Regions from separate parts of the Canis lupus genome. Here region 1 is linked to region 2. Evidence: chromatin contacts called from public Hi-C data. All regions are on one chromosome and are shown on one strand. The core of a region is the stretch at or near the end of the contact, and the rest is flanking DNA. Distances in the headings are between cores, read along the strand shown. Region 1 overlaps TTC7B (tetratricopeptide repeat protein 7B). Region 2 has its middle 19 kb from the start of NRDE2.

Region 1 (4,041 bases), core at 1,229-3,728, 360 kb after region 2:
TTTCTTTTCTAAGAAAAGTAGACTCCTCATCCTAGGAGGTCCCCCTAGAGTGCAAAGTGTAGGCCCTGGGTACCCGAACTACAGCAAGGAATGAAGGCTGCCGGTTAACAGATGTGCCTGTCCTTTCCTCATTTCCAAAATTATCACTGAGCACCACCTGTGTGCAGCGCTCTGGGAAGGGATGGGCTTTGCAGAACAGGCCACAGTCTTCTCACTGGAGCAGCTCACCTACAGTGCAACTGAGGAGAAAGACATTTTCAAAACAGTGTAAGATGTGCGGGGACGCACACAGACCAGGCATCCCAGAAAAAGTAGAACAAGAAAGTCAGTTGACTTTCCCTTCAGACTCCAGCCCCCCAACTCTCTTTGGGCTCTTTGAGTCTCTGGTTGCTTCCGAAAGGAGAATCAACGAGGAGCCTATTAACACAACCAACATTAAATATGAATATGGGTCAGTGGCAATAAAAGGGCTCTTACTCTTCTTACACCATCTAAATATAAACAGGAAGCTTTGACTAGCAACCTGAGATGAACAGCTCCACTGCATGCAGCCTCCCACCAGTGGCAGCACCGTGACATCGCTGGGAGGAGGCCTGAGATCACCAGTGGGAAGGCTTGTGCCCACACGACATCCCCCCCCAACGCCCTGCCCTCAAAGCTCCTCCCACCCTTGTGCCCCCGCAGCCACTTTTTCTGGGTTTGGCACACTGGCAAGAGCCAGCACTTAGCGAGGGCTCCCCAGGCCCCACCTCTTTCACCCTGTTCCCTCCACCCATCGACTTTTCTTTTCTTTTCTTTTTTTTCCACTGTCCCTAAAGGGATCTAAAGGTGAAAGAAAGAAAGAAAAGAAAAAAAAGAAAGAAAAGAAAAGAAAGAAAAGAGAAAAAGAAAGAAAGAAAGAAAGAAAGAAAGAAAGAAAGAAAGAAAGAAAGAGAAAGAAAGAAAGAAAGAAAGAAAGAAAGAAAGAAAGAAAGAAAGAAAGAAAGAAAGGCAGCTTCTCAAGGGAAAAAACTGGCTCCCCTATCTTCTCTGCTCACTCTGCAGCTGAAGTCCAGGCTCCAAGGGTTCCTGAGGGGCCCGAGGTCACATAGGGGCGCTGGCACCCCGAGCCTGGAGCCCCGGGCCCAACTGCCCACCCCCCAACTGCCCACCCCCCGAGCACTCCGCTAGCGGGGAGGCGCCGTCAGTGATTCCAGGTCAGGACTTCGCCCCCGGGATGCCTAGAGGGTCATGAGCAAGCATCCCCTTCCTAAAGGCCGGGCCTAGGCACCGTCACGTGAAGGCTGGTACATCCGAACTGAGCAGTCCCCCGGGATCACCTTCCCTGGGCGGGGTCCTTACTGGGGGGGGGGGGGGTTGGCCACGACCAAAGGGAGCCGCTGAAACTGCTGCCAGGCCCCCGCGGGTACCCCCTCCACCCCCCCCCACCGCCCCGGTGATGCCCGCACCGAAGGCTGCCAGCCCCGGCGGGCCCCCCCCCCCCCCCCCCCCCCCCCCGTAATGCCCGCACGGAAGTCTGCCAGGCCCTAGCAAGTCTGCCAGGCCCTAGCGGGCACACCCCCGCCCCCTCCCCATCCCCCTCTACCCCTCCCCCCCCCCCCCCCCCCGCGATGTCCGCACCGAAGTCTGCCAGGCCCCTGCGGGCACACCCCCGCCCCCTCCCCATCCCCCTTTACTCCCTCCCGCCCCCATGCCCGCACCGCAGGCTGCCAGCCCCAGGGGGCACACCCCTCTATCCCCTCCCCCTCCCCCCCCCCCCCCCCGCGATGCCCGCACCGCAGGCGGCCAGCCCCGGCCGACACACCCCCGCCCCCTCCCCCTCTACCCCCCCCCCCCCGCGATGCCCGCACCGCAGGCTGCCAGCCCGGCGGGCACACCCCCTCTATCCCCCATCTCCCGCCCCCCCCCCCCGCGATGGCCCGCACCGCAGGCGGCCAGCCCCGGCCGGCACACCCCCGCCCCCTCCCCATCCCCCTCTACCCCCCCCCCCCCCCCCCGCGATGCCCGCACCGCAGGCTGCCAGGCCCCGGGAGCGCGGACGCCCGCAGGGGGCCGCTGGGGCGCGGTGGGGGCTCCGGGGGCACGGCTTCCAGAACCGCCGGGAGTCCCGCCGACCCCTGACCCAGCGAGCAACCTCACTACCACCCCGATTTCGGGGCCTGCGGCGAGTCACCCCGGCGAGAGCAGGGGAGGCCGCGGGCGGGCGGGAGCCGCGGGGGGCTGGGGCGCTGGGGCGTTGGGGGCTGGGGCGTGCTCTGCGCATGCGCGGCCCCGGGCGTCCGGCGAGGACGCGGCTCTCGCGCCCCCTGGCGGCGGCAGGCGGCGCGGCAGCCCTGGAGCGGCTGCTGGCGGTGGTCCCCTTCGGGGCGGCCCCGGGGCCCGGAGCAGGTGGTCTGGCTCGGGGCCTATGGGGTGCGGGCTCTGGGACGTGCCCACAGCACCAGGGAACTGCACTGCTTAAACAAGAACCCCGAATGCTGTCTGTGCTGTTCAGGGAGCCGGAAGGTCTCCAAGAGCTCCTGGGAGCGGCTCGCGCAGAGGCCCCCGGGGACCCCGGGGTCCACACGGCAGTCCCTGGAGGTCACCTGTGGGGGCGGTCCTCCCTACACGACACGCCAGTCCCAATCTAGGAAGCAAGCCCTTGACAGCAAAAGAGAAAAAGGGCGCCCCTTCCAGGGGCTGGAACAGGGGACCCCCCTCCCACCCAGCTACCCACTTCTGTCTAGCAGGGTTGCTGTGGGGACTAAGGGCGCTAGGGGGCAAGGGCTTACAATGGTATTTAGAAGGAATTGTCTTTAATGCCGTAGTTATTAATCATTTTCCACTAGTATTCCAGAAGGAGGCACACAGTAGGAGCTCACCAAAGCTGAGGCCCCTCCCTGTCTTGTGGGGCTGCGGTGTATCCTGCAGGGTAGCACGGGCCCCTGCCTGCTTGGCGGGTCAAGGCTCTGCCCAGGGAGCACGAGCACCAGCCCCAGCGACCACAGCTGCCCACTCTCCTGCTCTAGCCCCAGCCTAAGGGAGAGAGCCTGGAGAGCCAGCTCTGACACCCTCCTTCTCCACAGAACAGTCTGTGCTCTGCTCCCGCCCCCAGAGAGCTCGGAGCTTTCCAAATATGGATGCTTTTTTCATTCCCGAAGCATCAGGAACATTTGGGGGAAGAAAATGAACACCAGACATGGTTTGGAAATGATGGAAGCCAAGTGATGGGTAGTGGCACAGTGAGCACTGTCTCAGGAGTAAGGAGTCCTGGTTTTTAAAATATCAAACAAGAGTATGAACTAAGTGATCTTTTAAAACCTGGCCCGCTTTGTATGAGTCTAGGCCCCAAGGAGATCCTAGCAGTAAGGACCCAGATCCTAAGAGTGAAAAATACATCAGCTAGCACATAAGGCAGGAGAGAAAAAACAGCATTAAGCACACCCAGTCAGTGGCTTTTAAAGAAAAGGAGTCATGGAGACAGGTTTTCTAGAGCCCCACCACCTGAAAGGTAGTCCACAGACTGGGATAATCCAATCAGAAACTGAACATAGTAGGAGTTAGAGACAAGATTAATTGTTTCATATCAGGCCCAAACCAAAATCTATTTTTATCTAAAAGGGAGAGGATTTCAGAATACAATGAAGACACTGTACTTTGGCTTAAGCAAGTTGTGTGTTACTCAGGTAGAGTTGATCTACCTGAGTAGATAACCCCAGGATTGTCAGGGAAAAATGTTTAAAGAACCATCCCATCACAAGTAGCCCTGTGTGGCAAGCACTATTCCTGGTGCAAATGTGGGGACACAAAACACAGTTTAGACATGACACAGCCTCAGAACCCAACCCAGAGCAGGCACTCATATTATTTGCTAGGTTAATAAATTAACTAAACATACCATCTAGTTTGAGAGAGGCAAGTGACAGATAAATAATTACACAAAAGCCGAATGCCAAATTGGATGGTACTAACTATAAATAGAAGTGGAAGAGAAGGAGAAATGGAAGTGGACAACAGGGGACACCTGGGTGCTCAGTGGTTGAGCGTCTGCCTTCAGCTCAG
Region 2 (3,940 bases), core at 1,246-3,745:
CTGACCCTCTGACCTGATGTGCTCAGGTTGGCTTCTCTGGCTCTCAACCCTGTCTTCATGCTTCTTCCTTGATTTAAACCCACCCCTTTGGGCAGCCTGGGTGGCTTAGGGGTTTAGCGCCGCCTGCAGCCCGGGGTGTGATCCTGGAGACCCGGGATCGAGTCCCATGTTGGGCTCCCTGCATGGAGCCTGCTTCTCCCTCTGCCTGTGTCTCTGCCTTTCTCTCTCTCTCTCTCTCTCTCTCTCTCTGTGTGTCTCTCATGAATAAATAAATAAAAATTTAAAAAAATAAACCCATGCCTTTGTTAAGCCCCTGTAGGAGCTCCTCACCCAGGCCAGGCCCCCACCAAGCCAGCCCTGGTTCTCCAGCTGAGCAGACCAAGGCAGTTCTGGAGAATTTGTTTTCTGGGGACCAAGGGAAAAAAATCTTTTGCTTCAACTCTTATTGTGAAAGACACTTCTAAAGACCTTGTGGATTTATTGTCCAACCCTTCCTCAACGATGAGGAACGGTGTGTATCTTGGTATCCTCAATACCAACATCAGTGATGGCCACACGAGGTCATGGTTCACCCAGTAATACAGTTCATCAGCTAACAAGACCAGACCCTGGGATCCTTGACGCAAGTTACCTCTCCTGTCCTTTGATGTTTTCTGACAATAGATGAGTGCTGCAAAAATAAATATGCTGCAGATTCCAGTTGCTGCGGGTTCTAGGGAGGAGAGCACTTTCAGGCTTGTTATGCCTTACCGTCCGCGTGCATCCCAAGCTAGGTAGCTCCCGGGAAGTAAGTTATTTGGGGCTTCCAAAACCACCACAATTACCTTGATAGATCAGTTACTGTCTCCAGAAATACCCAGACCACTCATTCTACAGCATCAGCTTTGAGGTTATCTGAACACCCCAGGTTCAGAGACCTAGCATAGTTATAGTGAGTAGAGGGTGTAGTTCCGAGAAAGTCACGACCAGTCCTCACTTCCATGGTGCTTCATGGGCACAGGGTGGCCAGTCCCAGCCTGGACCCACGGGAGCTCTGCATGGCCTATCCCATGGCATGGCCACCAGACCCTTTGGGAAGGGTGACCGAGGGGAAGATTCAGGGCTATGCCCCTCTGTAGTCCCCAGAACAGGTAGGTGTATTGCTTTGGCCCCAGTCCGGAGAACAGGTGAATTCCCCAAACCCAAGTGTCAGGGTGATGATTTCCTGTGGAACATGGGCCCTGGCCCTGGATATTCTGGAAACTAACCATATTGTCTCCCTTATGTCTTTGGGGAGAATGGTCTACTTCCTCACATCTGCTCCCAGGAGATCAGACCCCAGAGAGCTCCCACTGGAGTGCAGCTTACAGAGCCTAAGGTGCTGCTTTGTCAGCCGCCAGCTCTGGTGATGCCAGCAGAGAACCTGGAACAGGAGAGACACGGTGTCCTCACTTACACCGCTCTCGCTGCGGCACACTGACACCGTGAAAACGATTTTGAAAAGTGTAGACATCTGGATGTATCTGTTCCTCTGAAAGCTTATTTTAATAACTGTAATCTTAAACGGTCAGCTTCTCTCCTGATCTTGATTCTTACCACTTACGCTTCATTTTTAAGCTTTATAATGAATATTAATGAAAAGGTGCACTTGGGAATTTACCTCGCGTTGGTTTCTTTATTTTATGGGGGTTTTTTAGGGCAGCAATCTCAAACCCCTCTAGGAATACTACTGACATATTTATTGCCTCCATTATTTATATTGGGGAAGTACTTGATTGCCTTTTGCTTTTTTGTTAACTCCAGGAGCTCACTTATTCTAAAAGGGAAAACTCTCTCTCTCTCTCTCTCTTTTCTTTTTTTTTTTTTTTTAAGATTTTAAAAGAGTGATCTCCATGCCCAACGTGGGGCTCAAACTTACAACCCCAAGATCAAGAGTCACATGCTCCTTCGACTGAGTCAGCCAGGCATCCCTCAAAAGGAAAACTCGTGGGATCAGATCAAATGACTCAGTTCTTCCCCTCCAGCCCCGCTGCTGGGCCTCTCCTCACACAACCCTAGACACAAATGTGCTGCTCAGAGAGCATCTCCACATTTCTGCCCGTCCTAGTCCCTTTCCTGAACTACCTCCTTTCCCAGCTGACTTCCACCAGCTGCACTGTGCTATTCCTGTTCCCTTTGGGGAATACCAAATCCACCCATTTCATCACCCACTGGGACACAAGAGCCCCCCCAAAAAAAATTACACATAATACTTGGTACATGTGTGCTTATTTTCTGGGGAGAAGATCCAAAGCTTTTGTTCCATTCTTTTTTTTTTTTTTTTTTTTAAGATTTTATGTATTTATTCATGAGAGACACACAGAGAGAGGCAGAGACACAGGCAGAGGGAGAAGCAGGCTCCCAGTGGGGAACCTGATGTGAGCCGCAATCCCAGGACCCCAGGGTCATGCCCTGAGCCGAAGGCAGATGCTCACCCACTGAGCCCCCTAGGTGCCCCTCCTTCTATTCTTAAAGGGTCCGTGACCCTCTCCTCCTCCAAAAGGTTGGAAATGGTCTGTCATTGTAATCAGTACTATCGTCACACTGTACTTGCAACATTTAAGCACGCTGCCGGCGCACTCCAGGGTCCTTCCAGTCCATTTTGCACACTGAGGCCCTCCCACTGCTGCTTTCACCCACGCAACACAAGGTTTCACGGGTGGTTTCTGCTCCCCCTGCCTGCAGTGCCCGCAGGAGCCCGACGGTGGCGTCACCACACCGCTTTTATTCCCAACTCCTTCGGAGGCTCCCCAACCTAGAGCACCTCCCCACCCCCTCCCCACACCCCTCCCAGGTCCAGCAAAAGAGCCTCTCAGGCTAAGACCTGCTCACAAGAAGAGTTTGATTTTATTTTTATTTTTTTTAAGATTTTATTTATTCATGAGAGACACACAGAGAGAGGCAGAGACACAGGCAGAGGGAAAAGCAGGCTCCCCCTGGGACTCAGATGCGTGGACTCAATCCCAGGACCCCAGGATCACACCTGAGCTCAAGGCAGATGCTTGACCCCTGAGCCACCCAAGCGTCCCTCATCTTTGATTTCCATAGCATGGGGGTGCTTAGGCCCAGGCCCCAGCAAAGAGCAGCTCTCGGAAGCTTACAGAGTGAATTTGGAATGTGACCTGACATTCAAAACAGAACATATATAAACTACCCAGATGCTCCTCCAGAAAAAAAAAAAAAAAAAAAAAAAAAAGAACATATCTAAGGGCATGGGCAGTTATGAGATCAGAATTTGCCGGCAAAATGTTTCAAACAAAGTGCTCTGTCAGAAATAGGTGAATTCTTTCCTTGGTCTTTGCGTCAAAAATTATTTATGAAAACGTTACAGCTGAGATGTGGTTTTAAGCAACGCACTGAAAAGTCAAACGACATCCTTAACAGTACACGTTAAATAGGCATCCTTCATGACCATTTTTCAAAGAGACGACAGCAAAGTAAATCTAAGGTGCGGAGGGAAAATACACTGAATTCATAATAATCAGTAAATAATTATCTCTGGTATTTGCTTACTTACTGATGCAACTAAGCCCAGGCATAATTATTCAGGAAAGAATCCCCATCTTCTTAGCAACACATTCTAAACTGGATAGTGTTGGTCTCTACGTGGAAATGCATCCGCAGTTAAGTCAGGTGTTCAGTATTAGGAATCAATATTAATATTAAACTTGGGGCGGAAGAGAGAACACAAGACAGGTAGGTGCACAGCTGTCTAAGCACCCGATGGTCTGAGATTTATGCAGGCAGCTGTGAGCTGCCAGACCAGGTGTGACTGAGGTGGAAGACCGGGCAGGAAGCTGGGCTCGGGCTCTGCAGGAGGGAGTCCTTCTTCCCCACAGTGGTGCTCACCCATCTAACGCCCCCTGCTTCCTCTTCCTTGGCAGGGGATAATGGATAATATTAAGGTCAGGCAGGCTTGGTC

What was found. Hi-C and Micro-C count contacts between places; a contact is called where the count stands out from the background.
Region 1: a contact with region 2 is called in a Hi-C map of amygdala, with 2.3 times the contacts expected there. The contact joins two enhancer-like sites. A contact is called at or near these places in 4 of 9 Hi-C or Micro-C datasets (amygdala, blood, liver and 1 more).

Annotation. Positions count from the first base shown.
Region 1 is chr8:62,043,138-62,047,178 of UU_Cfam_GSD_1.0, forward strand. The region is part of intron 3 of TTC7B (tetratricopeptide repeat protein 7B); the gene reads right to left. Among named protein-coding and RNA genes, the nearest start is that of TTC7B, 48 kb to the right of the region's middle. Within about 2 kb of position 2,479, at least 10 of the 20 cell types and tissues checked have an H3K27ac peak or open chromatin away from gene starts, as enhancers often do.
Region 2 is chr8:61,682,571-61,686,510 of UU_Cfam_GSD_1.0, forward strand. No RefSeq gene overlaps it. Among named protein-coding and RNA genes, the nearest start is that of NRDE2, 19 kb to the left of the region's middle. Within about 2 kb of position 2,496, at least 3 of the 20 cell types and tissues checked have an H3K27ac peak or open chromatin away from gene starts, as enhancers often do.